Linked DNA regions of Sus scrofa: all the other regions are linked to region 4. The links are chromatin contacts, called in public Hi-C maps. All regions are on one chromosome and are shown on one strand. Each heading gives the region's core, a stretch centred on a gene start, on an enhancer-like site or on the middle of the called end of the contact. The rest is flanking DNA. Distances are from core to core; before and after follow the strand shown.

The links. A called contact is a pair of places that touch in the nucleus more often than the background predicts.
Region 1: a Hi-C map of liver shows a contact between it and region 4, with 17 times the contacts expected there. The contact joins two enhancer-like sites. A contact is called at or near these places in 1 of 5 promoter capture datasets (liver) and 17 of 47 Hi-C or Micro-C datasets (adipocytes, alveolar macrophages, embryonic fibroblasts and 9 more).
Region 2: a contact with region 4 is called in a Hi-C map of liver, with 2.6 times the contacts expected there. The contact joins two enhancer-like sites. A contact is called at or near these places in 12 of 47 Hi-C or Micro-C datasets (embryonic fibroblasts, epiblast stem cells, fetal heart ventricle and 6 more) and 1 of 2 datasets of contacts at active chromatin or transcription factors (skeletal muscle).
Region 3: a Hi-C map of liver shows a contact between it and region 4, with 9 times the contacts expected there. The contact joins two enhancer-like sites. A contact is called at or near these places in 1 of 5 promoter capture datasets (liver), 20 of 47 Hi-C or Micro-C datasets (alveolar macrophages, brain, embryonic fibroblasts and 13 more) and 1 of 2 datasets of contacts at active chromatin or transcription factors (skeletal muscle).

Annotation. Positions count from the first base shown.
Region 1 is chr2:97,998,175-98,000,910 of Sscrofa11.1, reverse strand. All of the region lies in intron 84 of ADGRV1 (G-protein coupled receptor 98), which reads right to left. Among named protein-coding and RNA genes, the nearest start is that of LYSMD3, 300 kb to the right of the region's middle. Within about 2 kb of position 1,375, at least 12 of the 83 cell types and tissues checked have an H3K27ac peak or open chromatin away from gene starts, as enhancers often do. A contact at or near this core is called in liver, where this site is marked.
Region 2 is chr2:98,040,860-98,043,607 of Sscrofa11.1, reverse strand. All of the region lies in intron 84 of ADGRV1 (G-protein coupled receptor 98), which reads right to left. Among named protein-coding and RNA genes, the nearest start is that of LYSMD3, 340 kb to the right of the region's middle. Within about 2 kb of position 1,292, at least 5 of the 83 cell types and tissues checked have an H3K27ac peak or open chromatin away from gene starts, as enhancers often do. A contact at or near this core is called in liver, where this site is marked.
Region 3 is chr2:98,058,524-98,061,595 of Sscrofa11.1, reverse strand. The region is part of intron 84 of ADGRV1 (G-protein coupled receptor 98); the gene reads right to left. Among named protein-coding and RNA genes, the nearest start is that of LYSMD3, 360 kb to the right of the region's middle. Within about 2 kb of position 1,640, at least 10 of the 83 cell types and tissues checked have an H3K27ac peak or open chromatin away from gene starts, as enhancers often do. A contact at or near this core is called in liver, where this site is marked.
Region 4 is chr2:98,208,962-98,211,798 of Sscrofa11.1, reverse strand. The region is part of intron 87 of ADGRV1 (G-protein coupled receptor 98); the gene reads right to left. Among named protein-coding and RNA genes, the nearest start is that of ARRDC3, 230 kb to the left of the region's middle. Within about 2 kb of position 1,473, at least 6 of the 83 cell types and tissues checked have an H3K27ac peak or open chromatin away from gene starts, as enhancers often do. A contact at or near this core is called in liver, where this site is marked.

The DNA of each region.
Region 1 (2,736 bases), core at 126-2,625, 210 kb after region 4:
CTGCCTGTCCAACTTTTGCTGAATTCCAGAGAACAGTCCTCTGAATTTTAAGGCAATTTCCTCGTCCCTTCTTAAGGAGAAGGCCTATGAAAGCTAAAACTTCTGCACATCCAGCAGCCACCGAAAATTCATATTTAAGTATTTCAAATTCTCAGATATTCAGTGTCATTTCATATAATATTTTTACATACATTTTTTTTCTAGACTACTTTGCTCTTCAGTTTCAGAAAATGTGTTTAAGCCATGCAAACAAACAAACAAAGAGGAAAAAACCCCAAACATTTTCATCAGGTTAAGTTTACTAATCAGAGTAAATGCAGTTGTCTTATCATAATATTTTCTATGAAGAAATTTCTGTTCTTTTTTTTTTTTTTAAGATTTGGAGAGTTGCTTTTTCAGACAGAACCCCAGAACTGAGAACCCTGAACTGCAAACTTGTCCTTTGTCCTAGTTGTTTACCAACCTTATCAGGGCACACATGGGTTGGTAATGTGATTCTAAGATAAAAATTCCAAAGATATAATTAGATGTTTTTCTGAGAAATATCACCCAATGCCATGAAAATTTGTTTGCTGTTTTTCACTTCATACTTGAAGATAATGGGCTCACAATTTCTTGCCATTTAATCATTTTCTTTTAGATAAGTGAGAAACATTAACTTGGCACTGAAGAAAATTACATACTTAAAAAATATAAACAATACTGAAAATACAGATCTTATCTCAAAACCTCTGAGGCATTTCAATAAGCATATTTTCTATAACAACACACTTTTTAAAGCTTATAACAACATAAATATCATGAAAATAATGTTATACCCCTGAATTTAACTACAAATGATAAATGATAGAAAGATCTATTCAAACCAGTGATACACAAGCTTTCTTTCAGAGCCTGACAGACTCAGTTCAATTCTGAAGAAAGTAGATAAAAACAGAAAGGTAGAAAATCACAAATGCATACTTGCTAAGCTGAAGAAGAATACTTTCTAGCCCAGTGACATGAGCACTGTGGAAACATCTCAAGTTTTCTACTGAACTCCATCTTTGCTAGAGACTAAAAAACTGGTTTTGAAAAAAACAAAAAACCCCAAAAATCTTTACTGCCACCTGCTGGTAGTTTATGGTCAATGGTTCTCAAAGATGCTTGAATGACATAAATTCCAGATTAAAGCAGGATCTTTTGCCTTTTAAAGCAAGAATATTAGATACAATACATATTTCTAGCTGTAGACAAAGCCTACCACACTTTCCTGATGATCATGGCCTCCCTCACTGACACATGGCCTGGAAAGGAAGTCAGAGACCATCACATTTCCATTCTTCCCTTTCCCACGAAAGTCACTCAGCTTAGTTCTAGGTCAGTAATAAAGATTTGAAACCAAATGGTCTTGGCAGACCTGTCCACAGAGTATTCACAACTCAAACGCTTGAGGTCAGCTAGAGAAATGTCATGCTCCTAGCCAAAAAACTACAGCCCAAACTATTTTTTAAGGCTTCTCGAGAGGAAACAAACTCAGTGTTGATGAAAGGATCCCAGATGAGAGATCCGAGATGAACTGGCAAGATTTTGTAACTGGAGATATAAACATGATTTTTAAATTCAGAAATGAAAGGGTGGGCCCAGGTTCCCATGGGCAGCTTCATTTCTTTTTTTGGAGAGTCTAAGAATTTTAAAAACACTTTGCCAAACAATTTTAAGGGAAAAAAATATTCTCTTTAATTTAGAAAATATTTAAAAATCCAAGCAGATAGGTAAAATATTGAGGAAACAGTACTTTTTGTCAACAACCTATCAACAATTCTTCCTGCCAAAAATAATCTATGGAAGTTATTGTTTAGTTATTTCATGTCCCAAGTCATACCTTATAGGATTTTTCATGCCACACTGCTTCATTTATTCTAAAAATATACTGAAAAACATGGATTTGACTAACCATCTTCTCCAAAATTAATGTTAAGTGCAATGTGAATCAGAAGTCCCAAGATATAAATCCTGAGTCTTTTTTTCACATCCCTAGACATGAGCAAATTTGTCTGCTAGGACACTGAAGAGTTGTCTGTAATTCTATGGTTCTATAATTAAGACTTGTACAAACTCTGCTGCCAAAAAATCACCAGAGTGGGTGGTGAATACAGCCAAGTAAACTCTAATTATGGAAGGCGGGTTTTCTACGATCTTAAATACAAGAAGCAAAGGCAAGATCAGACAGTGAAGATAGTTACCAAGGCAATATAAATAGCCTTGTCAAACTCAGTGTAAGCCCTCTTTGGTAACAGCTGTTACCTCTCATAGTTATAGGTACTTGAAAAGCACAATCTGAGATCTTCTACTTAGAATTCAGCACTTAATTGTTCCCTAAAAAACAGAGTTATAAGATTTACACATGTCATTTTCACTCCTGGGACCAAAAAAGGCAAGAGAAAGTCCAACGTCACAGATGATTTTCCATTCCATTACACTAGTGCCTCCACTAGTATTATTTTTAAAAAGTTCTATTTGGAGTTCAGTAAAATGCTGTTAGCAAGCTAAAATGTGCACAAGTGTACAGCACAACACATTTATGTAAAGTGATTTTTCCTGTTTGCTTGTATAGACATCTTATGCCTCTCTCATTCTTAATCAACAACCTGCATGAACTTCTCATTCAAGTGCCACCCTACATATCATCTCCTCCATGAAGACTTCCTTGACTTTCACAGAAAAAAATACGTCCTCATTTTATTCACAAATAGT
Region 2 (2,748 bases), core at 43-2,542, 170 kb after region 4:
TTGAGTGTAAACATGAAGTAAACACTATTTCTAAATGATAATACCTACACAATGCTTACTATTCTAAAGTAAAATATACACCTAGGGTGTAGTTTTTCTAAGGGTCTACTTGGAAATTATCTGTTTTTGTTGGTGGGGTTTCTGTTACACCTGCATAAAATAGCACTGATTTTTGTTCTTAGTAAAGTTAAGGAAGGGTCTGTCTCAGGAGTATAAATATCAGCTTTAACATGTACATCACGAGTAGTGGCTTCAATCTGCAGTTACTTGGCAAGAATCTTTTTAAGGCACTTGATCATTCTGTGAGTGCTCTTTTGGTTAAAGCTAGAAACACAACCTGTAAATCAAGGTACACATAACCTGCAATACCTCAAAAATGCTGTAAGTGAACAAAACTCAAGGTCCCCACTGTCAACCCTTCCAGGTTATTGAGTTTAGACTCTCCCTCCAGAAGCCTGTTACCAGACCTGATATGTGACTATCCAGTATACAGAGTAACTTAGGATACTCTATAATTTAAATATTGGATTTTTGATTGATTTTTATTTTAAAGATTTTCACTGTTATTTATTCTTTATTATAATTAACTAGTCATTAAAATGTGTAAAGATGAAAATGCACTGAACTAACCACTCTAATAGTATCTTTCCACACCCCAATGGATAATCCTGCATGTTTTTGAGGTGCCAAAACTCCTACATAACCTGCAATACCTCAAAAATTGCAGGTTTTTAAGACTACTGGCATAGAGAATGAAATATAAAATTCAAACTGTCTTGAAAATTCCGTCACAGCTCAACGTTAACCTTTTTTTCTTTCAGTATCTCCACAAATATTTTTCATTGTTCCCACAAATGAATCTTTCATGGCAAGCAAGCTGGTTGTTATGATAGAAAAAGAAACTGGGCAGACAACTGAGATACCACAGTCTCTGGCTGGAAATGCACTCTACCCAACAGGTCAGCAACTAGACAGATAGTCAGCTAACCATACTAATAAGTCAAGGGTCTGAGTAAGAACAGTAAATTGGGAACCCCAGGCAGGCAGAAGTTAGAACACACAGGCCATAGGAACTCAGAGACTGAAGGCAGGAAAGAAATCAAGCAGGCAGAGGAGAACCCCAAGGCACAATGGTAAGGCTTTGGGAATGGTCAAAAGGTCGAGGAGTCAGGAATCAGGAGATTCACTTTAACTAACAGGGGGGTTGGTGAAAGGACAAGGAAACAGATGTGAGACCCAAGCAACAAAGCAATTTGATATTGAAGCAATTTTGTTACGGCCAGGAAGTATCTTACACGTTTCCTACTGGATTCTTTCCCAGAACTTGGCTAGTGTGACCCTGTGCAGAGCAGCAGGCAAATGCAAGTGTCTGGAGGAAAAACCTGGAATAAAGAGGAGGGACCAAGGGAATATTCTCCAAAGCTTGTATCTCTGCTATGATACTCTCATCCTCCAGGAGTACCCTCTCTTATTCATTCTTAAAATGAGGCTCAAATCTTACCTGCTCCCACAGTCCTTCTTTAAGCATCTCAACACACCACTCTATAAATTCCTATAGCAATTATTTTATCCTCTGAGATTTTTCATACAACCCCATGAAGGCTTGCACTTTCCTTTCTCATTTTACATGTCAGTGTCCTCAAAGAGATTCCAAACACCTGGTAGGCTATTCCAAACATCGTGGTATACTTTGATGTTGAGTAGTCAATGCTTCTTAAGTGTTCCTGAGAGTTCTTTGAATAGAAGATGTCACTCTTTACCAGACAAATACAGAGAGGATCATCTCCACAATATTTAGCGTACAGTTATTTGAAGTCAGGTAATTGGCTTGAGATAACTATAATTAAATTCTACCAATGAATTCAAAGTAAAGGTAAGTAAGTTAAAAAAAGGCTTCTGTTCCAAAATATAATAGATAGTGATTTCTTCACTGTGTGAAGTACGAAACATTAGAATAGGAAATATTAGATGCTAGTCATTAAAGTATTGATTACTATCCACCCAGGGACAGATTATTGTAACATTCACTTATTAATTTATTGACAAATTCCCTAAACATCTACAATAACCCTTTTATTGAGTACCTTGAAGATCCTGGGGTAGATGCTAGATGAAAAGGTGGATACAGAGATGAATGAAGCATCTTCTCAGCCTTGGAAAAACCTAGACAATACTGAATATTTCAGAGCTACCCAATCAAGCCCAGAAAAGCTGCTCAGCCATTTGATACTAGGCATGAATAAGTAGTAGTAATTTACTAGACAAAAAAAGGCGACAAGTTTCAGGAAGCAGCACAGTCTACAGGGACAAAGACATGAGCCACCCAGAGTATGTGTGTGGGGCAGAAGGGGGGTTGTGAGAAAGAGAAGGGATGGAAGGTGAGACCGAAGCAGAGCTTAGTGTTTAAGCATATGCTGTGTCACAGCGTTTAGGCTTTATCTTGGAGCCACTGGTGAACCATAGCCAATTTGTAAGTAGTAAATGAGAAGATTTCATCTGGGTTAGTGAATAAAAATTAATATTTGTTAATTAGGTGATTATTTAATTGCAGGCTCTTACTAAGATAATATGAGAATCCAGCCAAAGTGATACATAACATTCAGGATTATTCTCTGGTTTCCAAGTTAGCTATTTTTTTAAAGCCAGCTGAGTTCCAAATTATAAGGAAAATTCAAAACATACACATCATTAGGTTGAAAGAGTGATGTCCACAGTGACTCCATTTAATGTATTAATAATGCCATACCC
Region 3 (3,072 bases), core at 391-2,890, 150 kb after region 4:
AGCATAGTCTGCCACTGAATCCTCAAAACGAGTTGATGCATTGGTCTCATGATCTCCTGTTACCATGAGGAAACAGCCTCAACAATGTTAGGGAACTTCCTCAAGGTCATGAAAAACCATCATCTCTTGCCTGGACAAGTGCAAAGTGACTAGTTTTTCCTACTTTTATCACAGCTCCTGGATTCATCCCAGACATTAGAGCGATCCTCTGAAAAGTTAGGTCAGATCAGCGCAAATTTTACCAACAATGTCCTTTCTCCTTGGAAGTAAAATTCTACTAGGTCCTTTCACATCTCTCCGACCTCCTCTGCTACCACTCTCCTGCACATTCGGGCCCAGGGCATCTGACTGATTCTAGAATAAACTACAGGACTGTGCTTGCTTTTCCTTTTATCTGGACTGTTCCCCAACACCGCCCCATTTATATGCATGACTTTCTTATTTCCTTCAGGTCTCTGCTCAAATAGCACCTTTTCAGAGAGACCTATCTCAGCCTCTCCATGTAAAATAGCTAGGCTTATACTACTCTCAACCCTTTTACAACTGTCTTACCCCTTTTTATTGCAACCTGCTATGCACCTTTGTCCCCTGCCACCATTAGAAGCAAATATAAACACAAGCCAAGAGATTTTGCTCTTACGTTTGCTGCTCTAAACAAAGTCACGAACAGAACCTAACACAGTCTGCACTCGATAAATAAACAGAAATTGACAGAACACTGTAAACCAACTATAATGGAAAAAATAAAAATCATTAAATAAATAAATTAATAGATGCATGGAACCAGGTCCCTAACCTGTTTTAACAAATTTGAAAAATCAAGCTTTACTTAATTAAATGAATAAATTTCCACTTGAAATGCACTTTAAATGTTCAGTTATATATTTGATAACAGAAATTTGAAACTATCTAAAAATTCAATAGCTGTATTAATTACTACCTCTAAAATACAGATCAACTGTAATTTTTTCTGATGTCACTAATAACTCCAGTTTAATTCTACATGCATCCTTATGACAAGGGGCCTGCATCTATCAGTGTATGACCAGCAATAATGAGACTGAGTACCACATGCCACTAAGAAAACGTTCTCTATGGTCTGGTGGTTCTCATCTGTCTGTATGTTTGTGTATACACCAATCTTCCAGTCTCTGATGATTTTTTGAATCTGAAAGCTGTTCCTAACACAAATCACTGTTTTACTTTTTGTAACACTGCATTCTATTGTGACTTAATATCCTCAACTCTGCACAACTGACATAAACTTAGGGATCTATATGTTTCTACCTAAGAGAAAAAAATATTAAGGGGAGGTATTAGTAAAAAAAAAAAAAAGGTTTAAAAGTATTAGAATTTTACTGAACTTTTGATATCAAATAGATTGTGTTTTTCTAACAAATTAAATATTCCGTTCCAGAAAACAGTACCTAGAAAAACAGGTACCAATCAAAATATGTGGAAGATTTTTTTGTTGTTTTCACAACAAAAAAGCCTGTTTCCACTGGCAAGTAGAGACTGCATGCAAAAACCTTTAGCCTAGAAATAAAAACAGAAAAGATGAATAAATACCCACAAGGTTTACTGGGGAAAAGTCTTCCGGGTGCACTGAAAAATAAAGTTTGGAAAGAGTGCCTCCTAGTGGGTAGACTTGCTCAATGTAGAAGTGATGAGATGGAAAAGTACCTTTTACGTGAAAATGAAATGAGGTATTTGGGAAATCATACCAGTAATGAAAAAAAAAAAAAAAAATCAAAGCCTTGCAAACTCATTTCCTAGCAAGTCACCACTTCCTTGAATTCTCTCACCTGTTAAAATGATTGCATACAAATTTATCCAGGAGAAAAATAAGCTAAACTGTCTAGCAATGCTTGAGAAATCCTTCCTAGCAAGTGGAAAATTTATAACAATTTATGTGGTGAAGGAAAATAAAACCAAGTGTGTAAATTAAAAACATAAAGCTAGAGTTCTTTATGGTTCTCACTGTTCCAACTCTGTACCTCTGCTCCTATGGACCACTTACTTTATGACCACTAAATATTCAATTTAGCGTTAAGATTTTAGGTGCTCAAATTTAGATCAGCGGTAAATTGCCAGTGATTTTTCTCGCAGTCAATATATAGCAAAGGTTTTTAAGCATATGCCAGTCCAGAGAGTTATTTCATGTCTGTCCACCAGCTAAGAAACATACCTAATTATGCAATAACCAAAGAAGAAGGAATGGACAAACTGCTTAAAATATTTCTCTAAAGAAATTGTGCTCTCAATTGCATGTAGCTGAATCATACTTACTTCTTTCCATACTTCAATTTAGTCCTTATATAATTTTTAGTGCAAAAGCACTGATAACTGCAAAAAGTTATTTATTCTTATAATTTGCAATTTTAAAAGATTTACTAGCTGTAGGCCAACAGCTACAGCTCTGATCGGACCCCTAGTCTGAAAACCTGCATATGCCATGGGTGCGGTCCTAAAAAAACACAAAAACAAAAAAAAAAAGAAACATTTTTCTTTTCCAAAGAGTTTTAGGCAGATCATATTAAAGAGAACAAATAACAATAACAAAAAAATCTTCAAAGGTCAGTCCATTCAATGGAAAGCCAAAACCAATGGCTGAATTTAGTGCGTGCTTAAATATGGATTGGCCAACTGAAATTCATCTATTATAAAGCAATATATGGATGAATAAGCCAAAATGTAAACACAAATACAAACCTTTACTTAAAAAAAAAGATTTTTTAATGTTTTTGTAGTCCATAGTCATCAACCTACTTTCCTTAACACTGTACAGAAAAAGATACACATATTTCTATATAGTAGTCAACAACTTAAATATACTCAAAGCAGTATAATCTGTATTGGACCAGCTGATGACTAAAAGCTATTTAGAGAAGATGTGCCTAATCATAAACAGCAAAATAAAAAAGGCAATACTAACAGTACCTTTCAACTTCCAAGTTTTGTATGTATGTATATACATACATATATTCTAGCATATATTTAAATTTTAGATTACATACTCCATTTTTTTTAATTTCTTTTAAATTGAATTTATAGTAAATCTTTAACCTGTGA
Region 4 (2,837 bases), core at 224-2,723:
CTGAGCTGGATTTGCAACCTACGCCACAGCTGTGGCAATGCTGGATACTTAACCCACTGCACTGGGCCAGGAATCGAACCCACATCCCTGCTGCTGCAGAGACACCATAGTTCCCATTGTGCCATAGCAGGAACTCCACTACATCTATTTTGATGTACATGATATCCTAAGTCTGATTAGTAGAAGCCCCTTCAAGAAGGTTTCTGTCACTTCTGTTACATCCTCATCATTCTATGAGCACTTTCTTGCTTTCTGGCCCAACGAGATGTTTCAATCTCATCTTGTACTTTCCCTGCCCTGGTTTTGGTATCCTTTAGGATAGAATGGTGTTAAAAGCCAAGATCTGGGGCTGCTGGGTATGGTCACTGTTCTTGGGGTGCTGCTGCTCCTAAGTTTTCTGAATGGACAGAGCTAGAGAAGACATAGCTGTACACATGTGCACACAAACATTTACACATGTAATTCTCGATCTCCGTAGAATGAAAATCATTTGTTCACACCAATACTCGCAACTCCAATGCAATGCCACTGGGTTAAGTGTAACTTTCTCTCTTTCTGTACCTGTAACTCCCTTCTCTTTTATTAAGAAATGCATTTCCATTATTCCTAAAATATTTACCTATTTGATCAACTCTACTGGGTTGTAACCAGTCACCCACTGTTGTCATCCTTCCCTTGCACAGATGCCCTGCCAAAGCCACACCAGTTCTCTTGAGCTTCATGGGCACACCCCACCCTTCATCTGGAGCTTCCCTCATAATGACAGGGTTGGGATACTCCATACTTCCAGTGGGTGCACACCTTGCTCTGTACAAACTAATGACTATAGGATGGACTTGTTCTTGGAAGAGAAGAGAAAGACCAAGAAGAGAAAGAAAAGAAAGAAGGGAAGGGGGAATTGAGTTTTCTTTTTTCTTTTTTCTTTTTTTTTTAAGGAAGAAAAAATGCCTTTCGAAAGAGACCATGCTGATATCTTGTCAGATATCCCCTTCATAGAAAAATGTCAATTGTCTGAGTTATTACAACTGCACAGAGAAAAGGAGAAGAATTGAAAACAGTTTATATACATGAATGAGCTCCTTGTTATTAAAGCCTTACAGCAGGACAGGAGCGAATATATAAAGATTTATTTAATTTTTTAAAAATTCATTTCTGTTTAATGAAATCATACAATCTGATAAAGGGACAGAAGGTTCATTTTTACTCCTCACAAGATACCCTAATAGTTAGGAAATTGCCTAAGCTATGCTCATGAAAGTTTTCAAAGATGAGGCATTAGGCTGGTAATGGCATTCTTTGCCCTCACTATGCAAGTACAAAATTCTATTTATGGCTCTGTGCACAGTACAAAAGGACAAGCATATTTTGCATGAACAGCTAGGAACCAAATTTTCAAACTTTGGCCTGCATGTTCCTCTGAGTGGCCAGAGCCAGACAAGTGCTGTGTGCTGACAAAGCTCGGAACAGAAGCCAGGGGAGCATACCAGGGCTGACTAGAAACACCCAGAGCTCATGTTTTTCTGGAACTGTGCAGAAAAGTGTGGTGGCTTGGCACCCTAGATCAGAAACTGCAAAGCAAGAAAGCCAGCCATAAATAACTTAGTATACTGATCAATAGATCCCAGGCCGGTTTGTCAGCAGTGCAACAATGATTAAGACATGATTTCAGATGGAAGGAACGTATTCAGGGGCACATCCGGATTTTGTGGACCTGAAGTTTATAAAACTTGGAAAGACTTCTGTAAAAAATAAAAGTTCAAAGGCATAATTAGGTATAAGATCTTGGAAGAGGACCATGCAAGTAAGAGGCCCTAAAATGTATGCTTCATCAGCTTTATAGTTAACCTACCTAAGGAGGCACCATTCAACTCTCTGAGGCCTGGAGTAACAGTGACCAAAAGGAAAAGGGATGTGGGAGTGAGTGATGACCATAAAAGTGAGGGGGAATGCCGTTCCTTAAAAGCTATAATGAATTCCACTTGGCAAACTGAAAATTAACATTCTTTTAGTGAAAATCATTTGAGTTACATATTTCCTAAGCTGATTTTTCACATTTGGTGAAATACCAGTAACTTTCCCGTTGGCTATATAAGCTACTGCTTAATAAAGCAGGTGTTTATAATAGGCAATGTTAGAAATTTATGTTTACTGGAGTTCCTATTGTGGCTCAGCAGTAAGGAAACTGATTTGAATCCATAAGGACTCAGGTTGAATCCCTGGCCTTGCTCAGCGGGTTAAGGATCTGCATTGCCGTGAGCTGTGGTATAGGCCAGCAGCTGCAGCTCCCATTCGACCCCTAGCCTGGGAACTTCCATATGCTGCAGGTGTGGCCCAAAATCACAGTATTTACGGGCCCAAGGAATGAGGGTATCTACATGAAGACTGTACTACCCAAAATTATATAAGGAAACTTACAACTTAACAAAAGACAAACAACCCAATTGAAAAATGGGCAAAGGACCTGAGCAGACATTTCACTAAAGAAGATATACCAATGGCCTCTGAGCACATGAAAAGATGACCAACATCACTGGTCACTAAGGCAAATTAAAACCATAATGAGATATTATTTGTATCCACTAGAATGGCTATTACCAAAAAATTGGAAAATCACAAATTTTGGCAATGGGTGAGATGTGAAAAAACTGGAACCCTTGTGCCTTGCTGGTAGGAATGTAAAATGGGGCAGCTTCTGTGGCAAATGGTTTAGTGGTACCTCAAAAAGTTAAATATAGAATTACCATATAATCCAGAAATTTCACTTCTTGGTGTCTACTGAAAATAACTGAAAGTAGGGAGGGCCTCAGATACTTGTACATCAATGTTCATGGCAGCAT